Linked DNA regions of Mus musculus: all the other regions are linked to region 2. Evidence: chromatin contacts called from public HiChIP or PLAC-seq and promoter capture Hi-C data. All regions are on one chromosome and are shown on one strand. Each heading gives the region's core, a stretch centred on a gene start, on an enhancer-like site or on the middle of the called end of the contact. The rest is flanking DNA. Distances are from core to core; before and after follow the strand shown. Region 1 has its middle 26 kb from the start of Pdcd1. Region 2 holds the start of D2hgdh (D-2-hydroxyglutarate dehydrogenase). Region 3 holds the start of Pdcd1 (programmed cell death 1).

What was found. HiChIP or PLAC-seq counts read pairs in DNA pulled down with a chosen protein or histone mark. Capture Hi-C pulls out chosen DNA fragments and counts their contacts.
Region 1: a contact with region 2 is called in an H3K27ac HiChIP or PLAC-seq map of the HPC-7 cell line, with 14 times the contacts expected there. The contact joins the enhancer-like site here to the promoter of D2hgdh in region 2. A contact is called at or near these places in 7 of 39 promoter capture datasets (the C10 cell line, the HPC-7 cell line, Sertoli cells and 2 more), 5 of 15 datasets of contacts at CTCF or cohesin (the G1E-ER4 cell line, embryonic stem cells, large pre-B cells and 1 more), 17 of 484 Hi-C or Micro-C datasets (the G1E-ER4 cell line, LSK cells, cerebral cortex and 6 more), 21 of 115 datasets of contacts at active chromatin or transcription factors (DN3 thymocytes, the HPC-7 cell line, bone marrow-derived dendritic cells and 12 more) and 3 of 9 other capture datasets (adipose tissue, embryonic stem cells and liver).
Region 3: a promoter capture Hi-C map of liver shows a contact between it and region 2. The contact joins the promoter of Pdcd1 here to the promoter of D2hgdh in region 2. A contact is called at or near these places in 5 of 39 promoter capture datasets (the C10 cell line, embryonic stem cells, hippocampal neurons and 1 more), 1 of 115 datasets of contacts at active chromatin or transcription factors (double positive thymocytes) and 2 of 9 other capture datasets (adipose tissue and liver).

The regions. Positions count from the first base shown.
Region 1 is chr1:94,076,646-94,080,466 of GRCm38.p6, forward strand. No RefSeq gene overlaps it. Among named protein-coding and RNA genes, the nearest start is that of Pdcd1, 26 kb to the left of the region's middle. Within about 2 kb of position 1,931, at least 39 of the 459 cell types and tissues checked have an H3K27ac peak or open chromatin away from gene starts, as enhancers often do. A contact at or near this core is called in the G1E-ER4 cell line, the HPC-7 cell line, bone marrow-derived dendritic cells and 2 more, where this site is marked.
Region 2 is chr1:93,822,581-93,826,711 of GRCm38.p6, forward strand. It overlaps D2hgdh (D-2-hydroxyglutarate dehydrogenase), which reads left to right and starts at 2,660. Exons shown (of 10, transcript NM_178882.4): 1 at 2,660-2,739; 2 at 3,705-4,060. The coding sequence starts at 3,727.
Region 3 is chr1:94,051,113-94,055,269 of GRCm38.p6, forward strand. Pdcd1 (programmed cell death 1) reads right to left here and starts at 1,441. Exons shown (of 5, transcript NM_008798.2): 1 at 1,303-1,441. The coding sequence starts at 1,378.

The DNA.
Region 1 (3,821 bases), core at 681-3,180, 250 kb after region 2:
TGACTTTGAGTTATTTCTGCTCCTGTAAGTGACCCTTCACCCATATTCCTGTAAGCAACCCCAATAAAATTCATTAGTTTTCCAAATTGGACTATGGTGGTATCTGTACTCTGGTCTGTTGTGGGCTCCCAATCTGGGTGAGTGTTGGGCCTTATTTGGCCAGATACTGAGGCCTAGTGAGCCTTTGCACGAGTTTAGAGACCTGTCCTGACTTCTGTACTGGAGTGACTCAGCACAACCTGCCTTTGCCTAGCTACTGCTGATGTAGAATAACTTTACTGACCCTGACAGTCACCTCATACCCTCATCATCTCACCTCATCAAAGATCCCCACCTCCTTTCTTAACTCTATATAAACAAAAGACTGATACAATAAAATGAGTTCCTGCTTTGACACTCCCTGCCCATGTGTTTGTTTTGAGCCTTACCATCCTGCTCAGCCCCAGAGAGACTCTACTGGACCCGGTTCTCTCCTCTCGCCTGAACCTGCCAGCAGAGAGTCGACAAACTGGGACCCCGTGTGAGGATCAAACTCATGACCTTCAGATTATGAGACATGTTAGTAGACATGTATATTAGTTAGAGTTCTCTAGAGTCACAGTGTCTTGCATCAGCAAGATCCGGATCATAGGTGTGCCCTCTGTTTCTGAATTGTAGTTCATTCTAAATATAGTCAAGTTAACAACAGAGAATAGCCATCACGTGTGTGTATAGCATCTCTCCAGAAAAAGCTTGTCACAACATAATTGGCATCTGAACAGAAACATAAGAGAACCCAAGGTAAGTTTGGAGTAGTGAGTGCATGGTCCTGGCTATTGATAGAAGACATTCCCTGATCATCCTCGTTTTTTCGTATAGGACCATTGTTAATACTCACATCCAGCACCTGCATCCAGTGTGTGGATGTGAGTATGAACAATGGCCCTATATGAAAAAACGAGGATGATCAGAGAATGTTCAGTGCCTGAACTTCTGGAACTGGGAAAGGCTTTAAAACAAGCAATGGAAGAGCCTGTTGCAGCCTGCCTTGTGAGGGTGTGGGACATGAGAGCAGATGGGACCCATCTTACTGCTGTGAAGAGAGGGAAATAGCAGTGTAACTTCCCATCTCATCTTAAGGCAAAGGCTTCGAAACCCAAGAGGCTGGGAGAGAAATCCGGTCCTAATAGACTGGCTTCTCAAAGCCCTTAGGAACACTTGGTTATCTCTGTCTGAAGTCCCTGTAGATGTCCATGAACTGAAAACAACATAGGACAGGTGCTACGGAGGGAACCAGGAGCAAGAGAAGCTATGCATAGACTGTAGTTCTCTGGGCTAGACAGAACTATGCTCACAGGAGAATTAAGGAGAAAGCTGATCTAATAGGGACCTCCAGATGGGTATGGGACTTAGTGGCTTTGCTGAGCCCCAGGAGGGATTTTTTTGTTTTGTTTTTTTTGTTTTTGTTTGTTTTATGAAAAGAGACTTGGCAGACTGTAGTAGTGATCTAGACTGTCATGGGAATTGTGTTCACACCATGCCAAAATGCATGGAGGAGGTGGGTGAGTAAATAGACGGTAGAGTCTATCTGGGTCACCTGGAAGCAAACGTGGCTAGATTTGTTTTGAGCTGTTGGTGTACCTGTTCTCAAACCCCAAAAGACCACCAAGGAGTCGACTCTGATGCAATCGCACTAGGGTCTTTTACTCAAGCAGGACAGGAAGGTGGAGCCTTGAGCCTAGTTTTAGGTAAGCATTTTATAGAGGCAAGCAAACAAGCAAGAAGGTTCCTAGCCTGGGACACATTTGATTGATGGGGCGAGGGGAGCTTTATGGCCTTTAACATAATTGGCTGGGGCTGGGAGCCAAACCACAAGCTTAACTTCTGTTTTTCTCCTGACTGGTGGTTGTTAGCCAGGGGAAGGCTTGTACCCTGGAGGAGTAGATTTGTTGGGAAGTAACCTAGAAGCTCTTGCTAGTTGCAGGCTTGTTAGCTAACTCGAGTTCAACTATAAGTCAAGTTCTCTAAGATGGAGTCTGGACCCAAAAGCTCTGGTCTCTCAGGAGTTCCTAGGGTGAATATTGATAGAGAAATAATTCATGTGAGCTAGTTAATGATAACCATGCCAATTAAGCCAATTAAAATGCATGAGTCCTTTTGTATTGATGGCCAGACCAGGAAAGAATGGACTTATGCATCTGAAAAGTCTCTGGGTGTTCAAGCTCAAGGGTACAGTGTTTTAAAGACAAACCCTTAATGTTTGGGTGTGGGAGGATTATATCAGTGGGCGATTTAGAGTTGTCTAGTAATGTCTGCTCTCTTTGTAAGGCTCAGTGGTATCTCTCAGACACTTCATTATATGTTTGAACTATGGTCCATGGACAGTCCCTGAAGCATTGCCCAGGTGAAGGTGGCTATTGGGGCCTGGGTGGCAGGGGTGGGGGTGGGGTGTGTGTGAGACTTCAGGAGCCTATTTGGGATTTGATATGACTGGAAATTTCTGGTCCAGGAGAGGAAAGGAGCCTTTTTTTTTTTTTTTTTAAATTAACTTTTACATTTTAAAAACACAAATCAAGACACACAGCGTACAGACGGTGCCACCCAGTGGCAGAAACCGGAGAAACCGGCAGACTCTCCAGAGACGAAAAGACTAACCAAACAGAGCGAGCAATGGCTTGTAGAGGCTCCCACCTAGTGGCAGAACACGGAAAAAGCGGGGACTCTCAGAGTCCCAGGTTAGGGTTATGCTTTTTAGAGGGCTGAGGTAACCTTTGGGCTATGGTTTAAAAGGTTAGGATTGGGGTTATGGTTTGTATTAGAGGGTTAGGGTTAGGTAGATTTGTGTTTAGTGTTAGGGATAGATGCTTAGGAGAGTTAATGCTAGTATTTAGGGTTTCTGTGTAGGTTGGATCTTGAGTTAAGGTTAGGGTTAGGGTTTCAAAGGTCATAAAGAAAATCTCTAGTCAACACTGCCCAACGCTATGACTATTTATGAATAGTGTATAAACCTGTGTTTAGTGGTGCACCTAAGCAGGAAAGGTGTAGAAACTTATTTCCAGGGTGTTTACGCTGGAACTATAGTGGAATTTTTAGGAGAATCACTGTATGTAGTGTAAACAGAATCAATGGTTTCCTAGAAGGACTTAGACCTTTAAGAAATCTTTGTGCAAAACAGTGGTTGTTTTCTATGATTATTTATAGAGTTGGGTTTTTTTTTTTCTTTGAAGGATCTTTACAGCCTTTGCATGATTTTGGCCACAAGACAATCCTGGCACACCTAGAGCATCTTGCATTATTAGATACTGTACCAATAAGGACTAAAGTTGTAGCAGCGCGATGTTTTCCTTCCAAAACATTAGAGCAGGGGCTTTGGGTATGAGGAACTTGTTTTACTCAAAGAACAGCTTTAGTGTAACAATGAATAAATAATGCCTTTGCTCTGCTGTTTGAGATCTAGTCCACAGAGGCTGATCTCCTTGCTGCCAGGAGCCCTTAATTCATTCTTAAGTGTCCCTCTTTGAACGCCCGAGCAACTCAGAACACCGAAATGGAGTAGTGCAGAAACCCCTCTTCCAGGACATAGCTAATCAGGTAGAGTACAAACTGCTATGCTCAAGTTCTCAGTCAACAGGAAAAGCGCTAACACCTGAGCACAGGCAAAGGCAAGAGCTATGTCCAGGGACTCCGCTACTTTGTAAAACTGCCACAGTTACCCATGAAGAGCACAGCTGTAATCTCAGCTATCTGAAGGTTGATGCAGGAGGATTTTTGTGAGGGTCAGATGAGTCTGTTTACATAAGTGTCGCCCAGAGGAGCGAAATGGTTAGGGCTAGGTGACAGGC
Region 2 (4,131 bases), core at 1,410-3,909:
TTCTGAAGGTTTGAAATCAAGGTGTAAGCAAGGTTGATATCTGCTAAGGGCTATGTAGGCTGCTGCCTTCTCACTGTGCCCATGTGACAGTATGTGTGGCGCTGGGTAGAAAGGGAATTCTCTGGTATTTATCTCATTTTGTAGCCTTGACTATCTTGGAATTCTGGCCTGAAATCCCAACACCTGGGAAGTCAGACAGGTTGTTCCCTGAGCTGTAGGTAGCCTAGTCTACATAGCTAGTTGCAAGCCAGGCTGGCCAGTGTAGTGAGATACAGGACTCTGAGCATGCAAGGCAAGTGCTCTACCAACTGAGTTACACCCCAGTCCCCAGGATTTCTTTAAAACTGATCCTGAAGGTCCCAGCCATAAGCCCCTGCTTACCCTTAATTACAGACATGTAGACTCTGCCCCCAGTCAGGTTAGGGGCTAGGGCTTCCACATGCGAATCTGGGCATATCCATTACTGAGGCATCTTGGATATTTACTTGGCCAGTGCTGAGTTAACATGGTCAGCATGAGACCGAGCTTTGCATCCATCATGGGAAACACTTTGTCAGAGGCTGTGGTTTTAGGGGAAGGGTCCAAGATACTGCTGGCTTTGGTGATCGGGTACTGGGTGTTTAAAAGGACCAAATACGTAGGTGTCTTTCCTGAGCCTGTAACTGATTGTCTAAGGGTTACTAATGCTGTGATAAAACACCATGACCTTGGAGACACTCACAGTGCCACATTACTGTTCATCACCAAAGAACGTTAGGACAGAAACTCAAATAGGGCAGGATCCTGGAGGCAGGAGCTGATGCAGAGACCATAGAGAGGTGCTGTTTACTGGCTTGAGTTCATGGCTTGGCTCAGCCTGCTTTCATATAGAATTCAGGACCATTAGCCCAGAGAAGGCCCCACCCACAGTGGGCTGGGCCCTCTCCTATCAATCACTAAGAAAATGCCTTTTTTTTTTTTTAAAGGATTTATTTTATGTATGTGAGTACACCGTTACTGTCTTCAGACACACCAGAAGAGGGCATCAGATCTCATTACAGATGGTTGTGAGTTACTGGGAATTGAACTCAGGACCTCTGGAAGAGCAGTCTTAACCACTGGACCATCTCTCCAGCCCAAAAATGCCATTTTTTATTTTTTAAAGGGAGGGTCGTATTGGAGGTATTTTCTCAACTAAGATTCCTTCCTTTCAGATAACTCTAGCTTGTGTCAAGTTAACAGAACTGTCCAGTACATTGACAGTCTTGATAACTTCTAAATACCCTCAGTGGCCTATGGAGTATGGGCCAACTTGGTAGAAACAGCCCAGTAGAAGCCTCTGGAATGTCCTTTCAACTAGTATGTGTTAACCATGTCCCAATGCCCCTGTCTGATAAACCTGGGAGGGTGAGCAGACCTGAGGGAATTGCTCTTCTGGAGGTACAGCTGTACCTTGATCCCTCCCAGCACACACTGTGTAGCTGTTGATCCCTAAATGCTGCATTCTCTTTTCTTTTTGGTTTATCTGTGTAGTTCTGGCTGTCCTGGAACTTGCTCTGTAGACCAGGCTGGCCTTGAACTCAGAGAGATCTGCCAGCCTCTGCCTCCCAAGTGCTGCGATTAAAGGCATGCACCACCACCACCCAGCATATTCTTATATCCAGTTTGCAAGGACTACCACAGTGCCTTGGCTTTTAGTTGGCACCACTATACCTCTCTGTTCTTGCCTCAGCTTCAGGAGCCTCCTGCTCTTCCCTGGTACAGAGATCTAAAGTAATTATCTTAACATCTTAAAGAAGGTACTTCCAGGCTTGTTCCTCGATGGGAAACGGAAGTGGTTAAGTTGGGAGAAGTGACAGTTTCTGGAGCTGCCCCAGGAAACTGGGAGATGAACCCTGTTTCAGATACCAGGTCTGTCCAGCCAGCAAAATGGAAACTACTGGGGTTATTTATAGCTGAATATAGCTGGGGGATGCTGAAGTAACAGAATAATTGCAAGAAATAGCAATTACCTGTTACCTAGGGCTGGGAGTTGAAGGGAGACAGTATAATTCAGACTCAGCCCAGGAAAACTACTGCTGGGCTGCAGCTCTGTGCCTTGGATTTGCTAAAAGTTACTGCGTACCTGCTTGAGGACTGGGTGGCTGGGCCTGGCCCCAGGAGGTCAGGGATGCTCTGTAGAGCTGGGCTGGCCTTTGTGATCCCTATGGTTAAGCCTCGGGCTTTTGTTGTTTCTTTGAGGGTTGGGCAGAGTCGTGTCTGCTGATGGACCAGTGACTCTAGGTGAGACGGGAAGCCCGGGGAAGAGAGGAAGAGGGCAGAGATTCGTAGGATCGATAGAAGGAGATCGAGGGAGACAGAAATGCCTGGGGAAGAGAGGAGCTTCTAAGGGTGACAGTGGCCCCTGCGGAAAAAGCCACAGTGAACTGAAGATGTGACCGCTTATCTTTTGGGGCTAGTCGGGTGGACCACAATGAGGCCAGTTGGGAAAAGTGCGTGGAGTCGGATTTTGGTCAAAGCAGGATACTCGCCACTTTGGGACCTGGGGGGCACTCAGGTTGGGTCAGCAGGAACATAAACAAGGCCGAAGGTCTGGGAAGGGCGGGGCACACTCAGCAGGGTGGAGTGAGGTAGGAAGGGCGGGCTGACACACATGCGCAGTCTCTCGCTCCACCCCTCTAGTTCAGGCCTACGGTTCTGCAGGGGTGGGAAGCAGGGTGCGGGTGCGGACTCGGTCTTTGCACTCGGACGGAAGCTAGGGTGCGTAGTGGGCTAGCTGTAGTTCCTGGGTGGAGGGTGCTGGTGTCTGAGTCTGTGCAGTCCGGGCTGTGGCCTGTCAAGTGATTGCACAGGTCAGGTGTGAGTTGGGATTGCCGGCAGGGCGAACCTAGTCGCATCGCTTCTCACTTACACCCACGGGCCGTGTGGGCTGGGAGTGCAAATAGTTGGTCCTCCTTGACGTCACAACACATGGCGCATGCGCATGCTCTGCGCATGTCGTGTTGTGTTTTTTCGTCTCAGGTAAGGCGGAAGCAGCAGCCAAATAGAGCGAGCCTTCAGTTGGAAGGCGGCCTCTTCTGGATAGCTACCAGTGTGCGGGCCGGTTTCCTTCCCTTCCCTCTTTTAAGCCATTTTTTGTTGATGTACCCAGGTTTTGTAAAACTGGTGGCAGAGTATTACGTAAAATGTAAAATTCTCCTTTCAATTGTGTTTGGGTGCACAATTCCGGGATACCTTCCTTTTTCTTGCAAAAGTTAAAATACAATGAATGCCCTGGAGAGCCAGCACCGCCCATAGGTATTCACTCAGTGGAGTCTCGGGACTGTAATACTGCAGGGCGAAACATTAAGAACCGAACCCTCCTAAGACTCCAGTCCTCTGCATCCTGCAGCCCCAAGCCGCCCTGTTCTCTAGGCCAGCGAGTCTCAACGTTCCTTGACCACTGGGACCCTCGTGTTTCCGTGAACCCCAACCATAAAACGTTTTCAATGTTACTTCATAACTAATTTTGTTACTGTTATGAAGCACAATGTAAAAAATCTGATGTGCATTATGTCTGATATGTGACTCTCCCAAGGGGTCGCGACCCACAGGTTGAGAACAGCCGCTGTAGGCGGCTTTGTGTAGGTGACTTCAGATGGGGTGCAGAGGTTATTGTGGGGCTTTCTCATTGCTTCATTGCTTACGAATCGCAAATTCAATCTCTCTCCCCCCCCCCCTCCCAGCCCCCTCTCAAGAGCAGGAACAATGGTGCTCCCTCTGGTGTCCAGATGGTCTGCAAGGGTCCTCTGGGCATCTCCAGGATGGAGGAGGACCTACACCCAGAGAGCTTGTGTGGGGTTGAAGCGGCTGGGTTGCCCTCGGGGTGTGTACAGCCCCTTGGCTCACAGAGCATACTCCGTGGTAGCTGGCGGCCCAGAGGTGACGCTGACCCCTGAGCGATATCCGGTGCAACGGCTGCCGTTTTCTACTGTGTCCGAGGAGGACCTGGCTGCATTTGAATGCATCATACCTGGCAGAGTTATCACAGATCCAGAGCAACTGCAGACATGCAACGTTGACTGGCTGAAGACCGTCCGGGGTGAGCCAGGACGTGGGCGAGGGGAACAGATTCCTCGTCCGCTTGCCTCATATCCCTTTGATGACACCACC
Region 3 (4,157 bases), core at 191-2,690, 230 kb after region 2:
AAGGAGGCATGCCACTTTGAGACATTTGTCAGAGACAATCTACAGTAGGCCTGCATAAATACATCTGTATCTCCATATTGTCTCATCAAAGCTTCATTTGCGGACATGCCCAGTGTGCCAGGTCACCAGAGTGAGTCATAGTCCCCTTTCTGTCTCAGTTGCTTCTCTCCAATGACACATAATCCTTCCGACTTTGCTCCGTGGGTTTCCTGACAAGGTTTCCCCAAGGGACATCTTTCACCCTAGGGCCTCAGACCATCTACCATGTTCAGGTCTGTTTCCTCCATCCAGTCTTGACAGCAAACCATGGGCTATCTTAAGAGGGTACGTGGAGGGAAAATGTCCCTGGCTTCCCAACCAGCCTTAGCCTGCAACCCAGGAGAGGGCCTGTGGTGGTAAGCACCCAGCACCCAGCTCCCAGTCCCATCCTGTTTTCACGGTAGTGAAGAGGCTGGGGTGAAGGTGACTGGGACGTCATATGAGCAAAGGAACATCATTGCAGGTCAAAGATGTTAAGGCAGCACAAGAGTATAAGCTTGTCTAGGCCACAATTCCATGCGCCGCAGGTGTAGCTCTGACCTAGGAGTTTGTTGACATCCAGGAGAAACAAAGTTCCCTCTGGTCCCAGGACCAGGTTCTCAGTGAAGGTTGGCTCAGTCCAGAGGGTGGGCAGGGGCCAAGGGGTACAGGGTAGTGAGGAGTAAGGAGTACAGGGAGCTGTGTTTTCACTGTGAGGAATTTGAGCAGGATTCCTGGACCTCTCCGTTTCACACACCCCCCACCCCCAGGATGCTATGAGGCCAGGGATATGAACTCGGGAGTCCCCCAGAAATGCTAGCACGGGAAGCTTGTCCATGAGGGTAGACAGCTGATTATACTCTTGGATCTTCAGTCATCTATACAGTGTGTAGGGCAGGCTCCATGTAGGGATGTCCCCAACCATAGAAAAACATAGAGAAAGGCCAAGGATACCAGGGCCTGCCAGAATCCTGAAGCAGTGGCTGAGGTCAGAGCTCTGTTCAGACCTACCATCGCTTCACAGAGAGGGACACAGAAGATCAACTGACGTTAGATAAATGTTCTGTCTGTCTAAAAGCAAGGAGGGGGTGGATTTTGAGCCCCAGGGGGCATTTCACCTGTAAAACCCACCTAAAGCCAATCTGTGTAACCAGGAGCCAATCCGTGTAACCAGGGACACAGGTGTTCCTCCCCTCCAGTAATAGGAACCGAGGGTGAACGTTTCTTCAAGCCCTGCCCCAGCCACCAACCCCAATTGATCCCACATCCCTAGGAGCCACATACCTAGAAGCCACCCTGATTGCCAGCTCAACTGCAGCACAGCCCAAGTGAATGACCAGGGTACCTGCCGGACCCACATGCCCAGAGCCCCTGGCAGTGTCGCCTTCAGTAGCAGTCTCCTCTTCCTCCTCCCCGCTGCTCAGGCAGAGTTGTCTGTAGCGGAAAGGAAACTGTCCCAGGTCATGTTGGAGGGAGGAGACCTGTTCTTGGCTCCCGCCCCCTCTTCCTCCACCTCCACAAGGGTGGGAGAACAGGCAACTAGAGGTGGGGGAGGGGCATGGAAGGGGGAGGGGAGTGGGAGGGAACGATGCCTGGGAGGAGCAGGTAAGGGACTAGTGAGAGATTGGGGAGCAGAGAGGGGGGGTTCTCTCTGACTAGCTGTCCTTGCCTCTTGTCCTGCTATGGGGTCCTCTCCATTTCTAGCCCCTCTTGTGGGTAGGTTTGGTCTTTTCCATTCCTGGTACCCCGATCGAGCCTTAGCTCCCAGGGCTGAGAGAGACTGAAACTAGGGCCAGACTCTTGTCCCTTTGGAGGGTGGGTGTCGAGGCCTGGCTTTGGTACCTATGGCCGCAGCGAGGGCAAGCTGGACCCTCCCCTACCTTGTCTGCCATGCGTGGCCTTGAATGCCCTGAGCTATGCCTTAGTCCTTTACTACTGAGGAGCAAGAGCCCAGCTATCCCACATGCTCCCGTTTGATGGGTCAGAGGAGGCCTCGAAGGGCTATAGTGAACATTTCCTAGGACCCGAGACGATGCCTTTCCTCTCCAGACACCCCTGTAGGTTCAGAAAGACCCTGGGCCTGGTCTTGCTTTCTCTTAAGGCTTTTCTTCCTTTCAAGATGCTGGATCTGCTGCCCGGATCTCACTGTTTTCTCTGCTTCTATAGTTGTCTTAGGTTTGCTAGCTCTGCTGCCCTGCATCTTTCTCTTCCCCTGAGAAAAACCTAACACCAGGCTGGGGTAGACTCAATTTCTAGGTCTTTCCCAGTCAACTTTCCTCAGTCCCTAGGAGGTGGAGGCCCACCTCACCTCCTGCTTGTCTCTCTGGGATTAGGTGGGGTGGGCCGACTTGTGTGCATGCATAGTACCTGGCTGGCTAGTCATTTCTGGGGCATTCTGATGATTTAATCATTCTGCTCTCTGTGTTTCGCCACAGTGAATGGGAAAAAAAGGGAAAACGAAACTGCTAATATTAGCAATGAGATGTGTGGGTCTCACCACCCTAAAATAGGCAGCCCGCCTGGAAACCATCTGGCAACTGCCTCAGCCACCCAGGTTCAGAGGCACTAGCTTGGTGGGGAAGGAAACATTACTTTGAACAGCACAGAAATGGAAAAAGAGTGTGAGGCACAGACTGGCCGCCTCCAGTCTCAGCATGGGGCCTGTGGGCAGAAGCTAGGGGGATCCCCTCCCCACGCCTGGCTGTTACAGAGCCTCCTTTATACCTTTATGTCTTTCTGGCATGCTCAGGGTAGCAAGACCCCTGTCAAGGCTAGGTGATTAGATACTGGCTATGAGCCTATTGTGAATTCTGGACAGATTCCACCCTGCCTTGCTCTGATGTTCTATCTAGAATCTTCCTATGGGACTCAGACTATACAGAGCAGATCATGAGGACTGGAGAGGAGCAGGAGCCCGAGCAGCAGGCTGTCAGCACATCCCTATTGCTTTCCACAACACCTCAGGCCTGCAGGTACTGGAATATCTTTCCGTGGAGAGTGAAAGGACCTCTGCCTATCTTTCTCTTTTCCCCTTCTGCTGTACCTTCTTCTGGTCCTTACTTTCTCCTTTCCTCCCTAGCAGTGTGGTGAGGAGCAAGGCTGTTGCTGGGGTAGCCCTAATTACTTTCCCTATGCCAATAGCCACACACATGCAATCCCCAGCACACATGATAGAGCCCACACAATCTCAAACACATATACTATCCTGCAATAAACACACACAATCCTCAGGGCTCATGCTATCTTCAGATACAGATATGAGATCTCTAACACACTCTATTCCCCAATAGAGTCCTACGTAATGCTATCTCTTAACACACACGCAATCCCCAATACACATGATAGAACCCACACAGCCTCAAATACATATACTATCCCACAACACACATGCAATCTTCAGGGCTCATGCCTTCCTCAAATACATATGCTATCTTCCAATATAAATGCTATGTCCCAATAGACATTCAGTTTCCAACACACATACTACCTCCCACTAGTACACAATTCCCAACAGACATGCTATTCCACTGTGCCAGCTGCCTGCACAGTATGGCAGAGCAGGTGCCTGTTGCTCTGAGGGGCATCATTCCCTGAAGCATTCTCTTGTTACACGTCAGCCTGCTAGTAGTCCCTTTGAGTACTGAGCCAGGGTTGGTGGCATAGATTCACTGTGGCAACTAGGAAGATCCTAGTTGGTGGGGCTCATGGACAGAAGTCCTCAGAAGTCCTCCTGGGGCCATCCTTCCTTCTGGACAGGGCAGAGAAGCATGAGTTTCCAGGATGCTGACATCAAGATTGTGTCACAAAAACAGCATAGTCGGAAAGTTGGGGAGAGGGGATACCCACACCCTGGAGGTAATGGCAAGTTTCCATCTAGGTGGGACAGGCACAGAACGTTCAGGAAACCAAAGGATCATTTTGAAACAACTCCAAGGGAAACAGAAGGTAGAGAGGTGGCCAGAATCTAAACCCCAAACCCATGGTGGCCTACTGGGTAGAGTGAAACGTCATGGGGGCACAGGGCCCTGCAGCCCAGGTAACAAGCAGATTCACAGGTGGTTCTGAGGTTGAAACAGGAAATGGTTAATAGTGTTTGCAAATAAAAACTCTCTGTTCTGCCCTGCTTTGAAACATTTCCC